2 separate regions of the Mus musculus genome follow, and region 1 is linked to region 2. A link is a contact called in public HiChIP or PLAC-seq data. All regions are on one chromosome and are shown on one strand. Each heading gives the region's core, a stretch centred on a gene start, on an enhancer-like site or on the middle of the called end of the contact. The rest is flanking DNA. Distances are from core to core; before and after follow the strand shown.

Evidence for each region. HiChIP or PLAC-seq counts read pairs in DNA pulled down with a chosen protein or histone mark.
Region 1: an H3K27ac HiChIP or PLAC-seq map of embryonic stem cells shows a contact between it and region 2, with 2.5 times the contacts expected there. The contact joins the promoter of Btnl10 here to the promoter of Obscn in region 2. A contact is called at or near these places in 1 of 39 promoter capture datasets (embryonic stem cells), 1 of 115 datasets of contacts at active chromatin or transcription factors (embryonic stem cells) and 2 of 9 other capture datasets (liver and pancreatic islet).

Annotation. Positions count from the first base shown.
Region 1 is chr11:58,914,451-58,920,311 of GRCm38.p6, forward strand. It overlaps Btnl10 (butyrophilin-like 10), which reads left to right and starts at 3,458. Exons shown (of 6, transcript NM_001363414.1): 1 at 3,458-3,742; 2 at 4,418-4,504; 3 at 4,670-5,023; 4 at 5,842-5,861. The coding sequence starts at 4,420.
Region 2 is chr11:59,133,091-59,139,921 of GRCm38.p6, forward strand. Obscn (obscurin, cytoskeletal calmodulin and titin-interacting RhoGEF) reads right to left here and starts at 3,285. Exons shown (of 104, transcript NM_001171512.2): 1 at 2,304-3,285; 2 at 1,461-1,730; 3 at 610-870; 4 at 1-239. The coding sequence starts at 3,285.

The DNA of each region.
Region 1 (5,861 bases), core at 2,208-4,707, 220 kb before region 2:
CACTTTCCCCGGTGAAGAGGCTGTTCTACTTCTACGAAGCTACACCACGCCACTCCCCTTCCTTCTGTTCACCGACCCATCTGGCAGAGCAAGGTTCCCACGGCAGGAGCAGCTACAGTCCTGGGGCTCTCAGCACAGCGTGAGTGGTGAGCTCAGGACACAACCCTGTAGTTGCTACAAACATGGCGAAAGCCAGTGCAGTGGACGTTGTGCCTGCCGAGGTGGAGCTCTTTGGTGAGACCCAGGAGCCTGGGGACCGCTTTCAGAGGACCTTGAAGAGACTTCAGAGGCCCCTGCTTAGGGGCTTAGGAGCAAACCTGCTGCAAGTGGAAATGGGGAGAGCCAACGGGAACTTTGTGCAAATAAACTCCCTGGTTCCGCCCCAGGGAAGGAAGGAAAAACAACAAACAAACAAAACACCTCTAAAGACATACAGATGTAGTGACACATAAACTCCTGCAGAGGGCGCCAAGAGCTAGAAACGCCACTAAGCGAAATTTAACCTTCGGTTTGCTGTTAATTTTTATTAATTTCATTCCGAGAGGGTGGCGTGTACCACTTTTCACCTCACCTCCTCTTTTCCTTTTTTTTTTTCTTTTTCTTTTTGTTGAAGCTAAATTCACACAGCATAAAACAAACCACATTGGCACTTAAGACATTCACAAATGTTTTTCAACTAGCACCTATATCAAATCTGAAAATAAACTCAGTGCCTTAAAATAAGGCCTCAAAACCATTATGCAACCCCATCGTTCCACACCCATTTCCATCCCCTCCATTACTACTCATCTTAGCTGAATCCCTAACTAGCCCTCGCCGTTTGTGCTTACCGCTGAGGCACGTGGCTGAGTATCTCTTTGGCTCCCAGCTGGACCCTCTGGACCATGCACCACCGTGGTTAGAGTAATGCACTCAGGCCTGAGCCAATAATAAAAGAGGGCACACTCTGACTCAGTCTCCCGTGGGTCTGGGGGAAGTATCCCAGACAGCAGACCCCTTAAAGTCCCGGCATTTGAGAGGTAGAAGCTGAAGGATCAGGAAACCTTTTTTGAAAATAACTTTAAATAAATGATAAAATGAATTCATTTTTAACTGGTATATTAAGATTATACATAACTATGGGATAGCCCTGGAGTGATAATGTACAGGTGTGTAATATCTAAATCAGGTGGGACAGCTGCCCACTGTGTGTTCTAGGAACCTTTCATGAATCCTCTAGAAGAGCAGCAAGTACTCTGAGCCACTGGCCCATCTCTCCAGCCCTGTCCTACTGTTCCTGTCTAATCTTGTACAGACCCTCTGTGATCAGTACAGGTGCTCTGTGATCAATATAGATGCTCTGTAGTCAGTACAGACCCTCTGTGATCAGGACAGATCCTCTGTGATCAGGACAGATCCTCTGTGATCAGGACAGATCCCCTGTGATCAGTATAGATCCTCTGTATCAGTACAGATCTCCTGTGATCAGTACAGATGCTCTGTGATCAATACAGATGCTCTGTAGTCAGTACAGATCCTCTGTGTTAGCAGATCACCACTTCTTGCTATTTAACACTTACCTCAGCATCCATCGATCAACCCCTTTGGTCCCAAACTCTGTTCCACAGCATTCTACTTTCACCTTCTCTGAGATCAACATCTCAGCTGCCATGTATGAGTTGGCTAGTGCTGTGCTCATTTCTCTGTGCCTGGCTCATCTTACTTAACATAAAAAATCTCCAGTTCTGTGCATCTTGTTACTAATGATAGGTTTCGCTCTGTTCTGGTTGCAGAGTCCTGCTGCCTAGCTTTTCACCCTCCAGTGCTGTGGGTTTATTTAATTTCTCTTAGCTATCAAGAATAGGGCTGGCCAGGTAGTGGTGGCATATACCTTTAATCCCAGCGCTCGGGAGGCAGAGGCAGGAGGATCTCTGTGAGTTCGAGACCAGCCTGATCTGCAGAGTGAGTTCCAGGACAGGTAGGACTATTGCACAGAGAGACCCTGTCTCAAAAAGAAAAACAAAACAAACAAACAAACAAAAAAATGAAAACCCTAGGGTGGCAGTGCATTCGGAGTGCATCCATCATTTTTACATACTGGTATAATTTCCTTTGAGTGCATTCCCTGTGGTGGGACGCTTCATGGGGTAGTGTTTTTTCTAATTTTTTGAGGAATCTCAGTGATAAGTTATTTCTCTGCCACTGAAATGAGCCAATTTAAACCAGATTAGATTCTATTAAAGGCAGGTTTATTGGGAAGCTGCTCTCAGGTGGGCAAGTTCACTGGCCCCAAGGATTGAGGCTAGGGAAGTCGCCATGGAAAAGGGATGGAGGGGAGAGAGAGAGAAGAGGAGAAGAAGAGACCAAAATGTCTGGATTATATAGGGAGGAGCCTCTGGGGCAAGGACAGCCCAGCCTCTGGGCAGGAAAGTTTAAGGTGGGGGCAGGGTATGCCAGGTAGGGACTAAGGGATGCAGGGAGAACCTGGAGGGCAGGGCTGCTTTGATGTGTAAAGTATGCACCTCAGTCCCTTGTCCCCGTCTGAAACCAAACACTCAGGCTGCTGAGGGCTTTCTCTAGATAGTGTAAGTCCTCCGTTCTGACTCACAGGATCGGGGAGATGAGTTGCAGGGGGCACTGCTGCCTAGCTAACATAACTCATGGTTTCATGTGGCGCCCCCTGGTGTTTGTTTACCAGAAGGTGCACCCCAAGGAGACAAGCAGAAAAGACCTTGGGCCTGGACTTTCTTATTACTGCCTGGCCTAGAGCACCTAAGAGTCCTACACCACCGGGTGTGATGGCTCACACCTTTAATCCCAGTACTCCGGAGGCAGAGGCAGGTGGATCTCTGAGGTCGAGGCCAGCCTGGTCTACAAAGTGAGCTCCAGGACAGCCAGGGCTATACAGAGAAACCCTGTCTCAAAAAAAAAAAAAGAGTCCTACACCATCTGCTGAGTTAAAGTGAGCACTCCGCCCTGCACAGAGCCGAGTGGCCCTCCCTTACCCAAAGTCTCTAGAGACACCAACCCTTTTAAGTCAATAAGAAGGACAACCAGGTCAAATAGAGCCTGGCCCAGTGCCTCACTCAACTGACAGGTGTAAGACTGGCTCCGGTGAAGCTTCCAGGACCTTACGGTGATGGGGCAGAGGGAAGAGATGAGGAAGGGTTTGCCCTGGATTTCTGGACAGGAGTCTCCACAGCCAAAGCCAAAATCCTGTCACTTTCGATACCATGTCACAATGTTCCCAAAGGCAGCGGCACCAACGTGGCTGCTCTCAAAGGTCTCAATAACCAGAGTTTATCTGAACTCCCCAACTCCTACGGCTGGCTAGGATCCCAGCACGAATAATAGATGTCCTCTTCTTTGGGCTCCTGATGTCCCCAAGTTGGCCCAGCTGCCACCCTCCTACAGGCCACCTCCCCTCATCTCCGTGCCTTCCCTTATCCCTCATCCCAGCGTCTTTATCTTATATGCTCAGTACAGCTGGCCATATGCCCCTTAGGGAGGGTTTTTTTTTTTCCTGTCGAAACTGCCCTTACCGAAGGTAAGAGTTAATTATTTTCTGATGGCAGTAACCAGACTCAACAGAAGCTGGTGAGCTTGTCTGTTCTTCAGTTTCTAGGTTCCCCTCTCATATCGCTGGGAGGCGAGGCTTGATCACTTGGCTTGTGCCCTGCCAATCTGAAATTCTCAGGGAACCCAACCAACTCTGACGCTCTCAAAGTCAGCAGAACCTGGAAAGCAGGCAGCCGGCTCAGAGGTAAGTGAGTGTTTTCCTCTTTAATGGCGCGCCTCCATATTTTGGGTTGGATGTCTCCACATGCTCAATGGGCAGGGAGAACCTGTGGCTGCCCTAGTAAGCCAAGATGGAGCCACACAAGAGCCCTTGCCTACAGGACACACTAGATATGAAGGGCAGCCTAAGGCTGTTCCAGGACGGGCTTCTTGGGACTGGCCCCCCAGTTACCAAAACACACTCTCCAAACAGATTGTGCTAACTACCCTAAATTCCTGAGTTTGGGGGGGGGAGGGGTCCTCATCCTGCTGAGGAGAGAGCTGTGTCCTCTAACCCTAGCTGGAGGGTTCTGCTAACTGTCTCAGGGCAGTTAGACAGTGGAGGGTGTCACAGGGTTCTGATGACCCGAGAGTTGCCTACTGGAGCTAGTTTTTCTCCATGTGCCTGCAAAGGGCAGGAGCTTGTGTATAAAGTCACACAGGAGTGGGTGGTGGAGGGAGCCTCACTCACACAGAGGGGCAGCCGCGGGATTCTGCAGGTGGGGTCTGTGCGGAACGACCCTGTTTCTAGGACTAAGAACTCATGTGGTAGGTGAACAAGCAGCTACCTCTCTTAAGCTGTTTCTCCATTCTCCTACTAGATCCCTAGCTTCTCTCTCACCATAACTAATGTGTATCTAATTCTATGTGTCCCCAATAGATATGGCAAGGGCACACCCTGGAGATGCTACTCTGCCAAGCATCTTGGTCAGCTTCATCTTCCTGCAACTCCTGACTTCTGGGAACGGTAGGACGCCCCTCCCTTTCTGACCCTAGGAGCGCCCAGCGTCAGGTTGGGGCTTCCAACAAAGCTGGGGTTTAAGGGAACTCTCAAAGAGGAAAATGGGGGCACAAGGGGAGCCCCTGCCTCCTGCCTGTGACCTAACCTAGTCCTTTCCTTTGCATCTCTAAGGAAAATCAGATTTCCTCGTCCTTGGACCTCCCCACCCACTTCTGGCCATAGTTGGTCAAGACAAAGAGTTGCCCTGCAAACTGTCACTCAACATCAGCGCTGAGGGCATGGAGCTGAGGTGGTACAGGGACAAGCCCTCGTCAGTCGTGCATGTGTACAAGAATGGGGAGGATGTGTATGACGAGCAGATGGTGGAATATAAGGGAAGGACCTCATTCAACGGCAGCCATGTAGCCAGGGGAGAAGCTGCTGTGAAGATCCACAACGTCACCGTGTTTGACAACGGGACTTATCACTGTGTGTTTAAGGAGTACACATCCCACAGCCAGGCCACCCTGTGGCTGAAGGTGGCAGGTGAGGTTTCGTGTGTGTGTGTGTGTGTGTGTGTGTGTGTGTGTGTGTGTGTGTGTGTGTTGGGGGGAGTGTCTTCTACTCCTCAGCTTCTCTCAGTGTCAGCCAGGATTCCAGACCTCGGTCCCCAGAGCCCTGAGTCCTAAGGCTGCAGAGGCTTTGGTGACACCTGCTTCTAGGCAAAGCTGTTTTCCCTGCAAGCTCTGTGTATGGTGTAGTTCCGTCTGCCTTTATGTCACACCCTTGTACCAGAAAGAGAGCACAGATGTGGGGGAGGGGGTCAAGGCATGGGAACAGCTGGGGGAAGTGGAAGGAGAGAGGGAGAAACAGGAAGACAGTGAACAGGAGACAGAAATAAAGTGAAGAAGAGAACAGAGGGAAGTCAGGAGCCCAGAGAGATAACAAAGAGAAATGGGGAGAATGACAAAGAGGCTGAAACTGCTGAGGTTTGGGAAAGTGAGAGACAGGAGGGAGACAGGAGAGAGACTGGGTTGTTTGGGGCTATGGAGAAGTTTTCCTAGGTGACAGACCCTAGCTCCTTCCTCATTCTCATACTTAGTAGAAAGCTTTGGGTTGTTTTTTTTTTTCTTTCTTTCTTTCTTTCTTTCTTTCTTTCTTTCTTTCTTTCTTTCTTTCTTTCTTTCTTTCCCCCACCCCCATTTCTCTCAACCGTTTTATTTGGGATGAAGGTATTGCATTAGTAATGTTATCACACAGATGTGCTCCATGCAGATTCATAGAACCTACTTAACACCTGCAAGCCATCCCTTCCCACCAGTTGTAGCTGCAGGATCTGAGCTGCTGTCTCTTCCTTCCTCCAGGGCGGGGCTCGTCCCCCAGA
Region 2 (6,831 bases), core at 2,035-4,534:
CTGGAAATCCCCCTCCTCAGCCACACCAGTGATGGTAAACTCAGTTGTGGCCAGCCATCCAGCTTCGTGACACCTGCTCCAGGCATAGGCACCCAGCTTCCTCTTCTCCAACACATAGCCATCAATAGTGACAGGGCGGTCCCCATGGGGTGGTGCGGACCAGCTGAGGGTCACAGAACTCTCTGTCTTGGCCTTTACAACAGGGTCAGCAGGAGGGTACAGGGGTGGCCTCCTGGGCGCTGTGTGGAAAAATAGGCTGAGCTCACCAACTGAGAGCATCTCTCAGAGCATGCCAGACCCTAGCCTGGGGTCACCAGAAAGGGAATGACTGATGGACCTTGAGTCTCCCCCTGGGCACTGCTCTGGTGGGCGGGATGGTACCACCCACCATCAATAGGTTCAGAAGCCTTTCTCCAGACCTGCTGCCACCCAGTTGCAGTGGGAAGTCCCCTTCTCAAGAGAGGAACTTGGAGTGGAGGACACACGACCACAATTTTCTGCCACCCTTGGACCACCACTGGTAAGGGAAGCCTACAGCATGGGGCGAGGACAGGTGCAGCTGTGTCCCTGCAGGGAGAGCCACCCAAAGACCATCCTTCTGGCCCTTACCTGATACACAGAACTGGGTGGTCGTCCGGCAGCCACCAGACACAAAGGCCACCTCACCCATGTCCTCCAAGGTGCACTGGAAGATGGTCAGTGTGTGGCACGTGCCTTCTGCAGTGATGGCAACCCGACCCCCTGCCACCATCTCCTCCTGGTTCCGTAGCCACCGGACAGGGCCTTCGGGGACAGCCAGCTCCACCCAAAAGATGGCTGTGTCTCCAGTGCGCACTGCTGTCTTCCGAGGCAGCTTTCTGGTCAAGTTTCCTAGAGAGGGAAGATTGCCAAGATGGTAAGACAAGCCCCTGTGGACCCCAAACTCCTTTTGCACACCCCCTATTCTTTGGCCTCCAACCCACCTTCCTATGTACCCAGCCCCATCCTCCCGCCTGCTTCACTCTTACACACACACACACACACACACACACACACACACACAACCAGGCTTAACCCTAACCCTAGCCTCCCTCAACTCTCCCCAGTCACACACCACTACACACCTCCCCACCTACTGACTAACCGCTTGTACACTATGCCTCTTCCCTATCTGCCCCATCACTGTACCCCAACCTATCTTCCCCCCAATTCCAGAGAGCACCCTCTTGTCAACCTGACCCCCCACACTCCACTTGACCCCACCCCCACCCCCACATCCTAGATCCACTCTGCCCTACCCCCTCTGCCTGTCCCTCATCCTGGCCCTTCTGCCCTGTCCCTCTCAACTCAGCCCCATTCACCTGCCCTCTTGCCCACACTCAACTGATGTCATCAGTACCCCTTGGGCTAGAGGCCTGCCACCTCTGCACCCAGGCTTGTTTGCACTCCTGGCCGCGCCCTGCCCCGCCCCGCACGCCTGCCTTGAACAGAGAGCTCTGCCACCGTGCGGCTGCCCTCTGTGGTCTCGCAGATGTACACAGCGTCGTCGTCTGCCGAGACGTTGCGCACGGTCAGCCGGCGCTCGGTGCCCTCCTCCTCGATGTCGTACTTGGCGCTGGCCCATAGCCGGGTCTCCTCCTTGAACCACGCCGCCTCGGTAGCTGGCTGAGCCACCTCGCACTGGAATGTAGCAGACTCTTTCTCTCGTACCTCCAGGTCCTGCAGCCGCTTCTTGAAGGGCACCGTCGGCTCTGAGAGCAGTGAGAGAGAGGGACCAATGGCAGGGCTCCGATAGGAGCAGGGCCAGGGACAAGGCAAGCGAGCAGAGAGGGTGGCGAGGAAAGAGAGCAGGGAACCTGAAGCTAGTAGATAGAAGGAGGCAAGGGATCATCGGAGTTGGGGGGGGGGGCGGGGGGGGGAGTATGTCCTCAACGGACCAAGGGACCAAAAATGAAGAAGGGACATGGTCGAATAGGTGAGCTGATGGGACAAAGTGGAGAGTAAGAGGAGAAAGTGGAACACGGAAGAAACAATAGCAGGCGCTACGTGAGGTAGGGGTGTGCAGGGAGGGATGTAGAGGTAGTGACTGGGACTTTACGATGGTTCAGGCCAGAGGCCATCATCGCCAGTGTGTTTTGAGGAAGGAGAGAGCCGCTCAGACCTCCAACTCAGGATGTAGCCACGCGACCTTAGCAGATCTTTGCACCAGGTCATCTCCTGGAAACGCAGCTGGTGCTCAAGTGAACGCACGAGGTGCGGGGAGGAGGGGGTTGTCCAGAAAGAGCTTCAGCCCTGCGCATGTGTGGGGCTACAAGCTTGCTCACCTCTCACGACCACCAGCACCGAGCTGTAGGTCTGGCCCACGAGGTTGGACGCTGTGCAGGTGTAGAGGCCGCGGTCGGACTGCTTGCAGAAAAGAATCTTAAGGACGAAGTTCTCTTGCTCGTCCTCATACACTACGTGTCGCCGGCCCTCGGTCACCAGCTGCCCGTCCTTCTTCCACACTGTCTCGGGCTTGGGCTCGCCGGTCACAAAACAGCTGAGGCGCGCGTGTTTGCCTTCGGTCACCGTGCAGGTGCGCGTGCCAGCGCCGGGTGGAGAAGGGGGTATGCCCTCTGCGCGCATGGCCTCCCGCCGCTGCTGCAGGTGCGCCAGGAGCGTGGCGGTGGAGGTGCCGGGTGGTCCGGCAACCTCGGCGTCCGAGTCCACCACCAGAGCGGCGGCAGCGCTGGCAGAGCCCAGCGGATTTTCTGCTCGGACTTCGTAGGTGCCACCATCGCGAGGCCTTGCCGAACGGATGCGAAGCGCGCTCGACTCCCCGTGTTCTTCCACACGCACATGGGGGGCATCGGGTGGGCCCAGGCGCCGCCCATCTTTGGACCAGCTCACAGCAGGTTGTGGTGAGCCTCCAACGCGACATCGGAAGGTGGCGTCTGCGCCCTCGCGCACGCGAATGGATGTGGGCCGCAGCAGAAAGTGGGGCGCCTGCTCGGCACACGTGCCCTCCGAGTCCACTCGCAGGCCGACGGCGGCGAAGGCCTCCCCTATGGCGTTCCTCGCGCGACACACATACTGCCCGCTGTCACCTAGCGCCAGATCGAGAATTGTGAGGCGGTACACATCCCCGTCCTGGGCCAGGCGGAAGCGCGCTCCTGCCTCTACTGGCTGCCGGTCCTTCTCCCAGCTCACGTGTGGCGTGGGGTTGCCCACGATCTGGCAGCTCAGCGTGGCATCCTTGCCAACAGATACCACAAAGGCCTTTGGCCGCGTCAGGAAGCGGGGTGCTCCGCTGAAGGAGTGGTCCATTATGTCAGTGGGGTTGGGGGACTACAAAAGACAAGAAATGAAGGGCATGATGGTGTTGAGACTAGCCAGTCGCCTGTACCACATTCTACCCTCTTCCTCCTCGTTCAGTGTCACCAGGAGAGGCCAATTTAACCAAGTAGGCACCTCCTCACCAGGTCTCCATTACTCCTCCACTCCCAACCCACTCAAGTGCCTCCGAAGTCCAGCAGTTCAGATTGGCCCCTTTCTGTGACTTGAAAGTCTAGGATCTTCAGTTACCTTGATGTGCCTCCATTCTATGACCAACTCCAGTCTCACGACCCAAAGTGATGTCCCTTAAATTCCAAACTAGGAAGTCCTCTTGACTCCTGAGGGAACATATTCTTCAACCAGCAGGGAAAGAGAGGAGCCATCAACCTCACCTGAAGTGGGGCTCATGCTAACAAAAGGGGCCTCACTCACTGGGCTGCATATAACCCACTAGCACCTGTCTTCCCTCACACTGCCAATCCTCTGGGAAAACCTGGCCCCAGGTAAGAGCAGGGTGTAGGAGCAGTGTAGCCAATGGCTGCAAAGAGTGGCAGGAGGGTCCCTATAGTCTGGGACCAGTACAGCCAGATTCTCTCTCCAGGAGCTAGGAACCAGCTAGCTCCAAGGCCTAGCTCTCCTGGGTCCTGATGGCCTTGTCACTATTCAGTCCTTAGCATGGTCCTGCCAACGTGGGACACCCCACCCCCCACCTGCAAGAACGACATAGCATGCCTCAGTCCTCCTAGGAATCATCACTACCCAAATAAGGCTGGCCTCTGCCCAATCAAGACAGCCCCAGCCAAGCTGCCACTGATCCAGCGAGTGGCTGAAATTACCCGCCGGCCCCAGGTCTCATATAGGAACAATGGGCACTGAGGCTGGCTCAACAGGCTAACTTCCTCCACCTCTGGCAGACATGGGTACCCCAGTGCAGAGACCTCAGCCTCTGCATCTGCTCTGCTTTGACACAGCCTCCGGTCTCTCAGCCTGGGCTGCCTGACACGGGACCAGCCAGTTGATGGGTTTGTGTTCCCTGACCCTCCGGCTCTCAGTCCTGTGATTCAGGTAGCTAATCCTCTAATCCTCTTCCAGGAGACTGATCCTGAACCAGGGCTGGGCAGCACTGGCCGGTTTGCTGACTCACTGTCCAGTCAGCACCTCTGTCCCCCACCTACAAACAGGCCCTGTCTCTTAGGGTTAGGATAGGGCTGTCGGGCCGCACCAACTGGGGCCCAAGTCCAGCCCCTGGAGCTGCCTTTCAGCATCTGTTCCATAGAAGATCGGCCTTGACATCAGCTTTCAGGGGCCTTGAGTGAGAGCTCCCTGCTCAATCTGTAGGTCCCCAGAGCAAAGCAGGACTCCTTATGCCTCTACCCACCATTTTATGCCTAGGCTGGAGTGGCCCAGCCAGAGACTCACGAACAAGAGTGTGCAAATAGCCTGTGGCACACACATATTTGAAGGGAGTTGGACCCAGCCTCAGCAGGTCCACAGTTCCTGGATTGGAGATTCCAGAATCTTCCTAGGCCTCCACAGATGTAGTCCCTGGATCTCACTGTCTGTTCAAGGCCTGCATCCCCTCTATGTTACCAGTCAGTTGTATTACCAAGTCACTGGCCACTATTAGTGGGTTCAGAATGACAGCCTCAGACCCCCCCCCCTCGGCCAACCTGCCAAGCAGGTCTGAAGCCAGAGAGGGGCTCCCAGGACAGGGGATCTGTTCTCTTTCCTACAGATGAGGAAACGAGTGTGATAAACACTTCCAGGAAATCTATCCCCTGGGAAGCCTGACCTCTTGCCTGGTTTGGGCTGGAGGTTGCATCTCCTAAGCAGGGGGTCCAGGTGGCCACCCGCAGCCTCTGAGAGGAGCTTCTTTCTCCTAGGAAGTCAGCTCTTCCTCACCCCACCCCACCCCAGCAGGTGACTTGTACTCCTCTACCCCCTAAAGCAGTTTTCAGGAGCCCCTGCCACTCCTTCACACAACTGGCCATACCATAACCCACACCCTCCACCACTTTAACAGAACATAGCTTTTCTGCTTCATGCAGGGTGGACCAGTTTTCTGGATGAACCAAATGGGAGGTGACACACAGACTGGGCCTAGCTAGCCTGGGGTCTGATGGCCTTGTCACTATTCAGTCCTTAGCAGAAACTACCCCATCCCTGGAACTCCATCTTGCTGGCCCTCCCTCTCCTCCACACCACTCCAAGAACGCAGGCCTGTGGCCCCCATGCCCTTCTAGAACGAATTTCCAAGGGCAACCCCCGAGCTCAGCCTCACCTTAGACCCCGGGCCTGTGACTTCCCCCACTCCCGGGAAATTCTTTCCTGGAGTCAAGTGTCAGTACCCCTCTGGCTGTCCCCTCCACTGAGCCAACAGGCCCAAAATAGCCCCAGCTGTCAGCGGGCATCCATCTCGGAAGAGCTGGGGGCAGGGACACCAGACCCCCAGGCAGTAGGGAGACTAAAAGGGCGACCCAGCTAGGCAGTGGTTGCACGATGCCAGCCACAGCCCTCCCAGGCCCCTCAGGGCAAACTGCCTCTTCCCATTCTGGGCTCTCACCTCAGAGTCACAAAAGGGCCCAGATCTGGCATCTAGCCTACTCTCTTCTCAGGGAAGGCCCCGGGATGACTGAACCCCTAAAGTCCCCAAGCTCCACAGAACACCATGACCTTCAGCCATCTGACCTCCAGGAATGAAAGATGGCCCTCACGACAGCCCTACCTCCTCACCTGTATCTACCAGGGGTTGGGGCAGCACCCAGGCAAGGGGCACAGATGGTGAGTTGGGGGCTGCTGGGTCTGCCTCCTTCCTGGGGCCCAGGCCGACGTGGTTCCCACCCAGCAGCCCACACTCCAGCCGGTCCTCAGACTGGACAGGGACGAAAGGACAGGCAAACACTGTCAGCTGAAGAAGGCTGGGCCCGCCCCCGCCCCACCCCCGTTCTGGTCAGCCCAGCCCAGCCTAGCTCCAAAATAGCCCTGGTGTCACTGTCCAGGATTCAGTTTCACCCTCAGTCCCAAGGAGGCAAAGGGCAGGTGGTCAGGAGCAGGAAGACGCCTGTGTCTTCCCACTGTGATGAGGGAAGTGGGGAGAATGGTAGCTGGTCCAGCTTTCCTCGTACCAGCATCCTGGAGTGTTGGTGGGGAAAGATCCTAGGGTCCCAGGATGGTGCCAAGAGAGTCAGCAGTCTTAAAGACTTGGCACTGACCATCGAGGGGACCCAGGACCACCACACAGAACCAGAACTATATCTAAGGGATCACAGAACCACATAGGGATCTAGAATCAGCCTAACACAACCAACCCAAAGACTCAGGAGCACTTTAAAGGAACCCATGGGCACCCAAGAAAACCAAAACATATAGAAAGACTAAGATGAACCCAAGTCTGCCCTAAGAAGGATTGAGGATCAAGTTTACTCCAGGGGACGAGGGCAACCTGCTCTGCTCTCCACCTGGTCCTCTCGGGTCCCAGCAATGTAAGGGAACAACCAGGAGCTACATACACTGATCCCTGACTCATACCTACTCTGC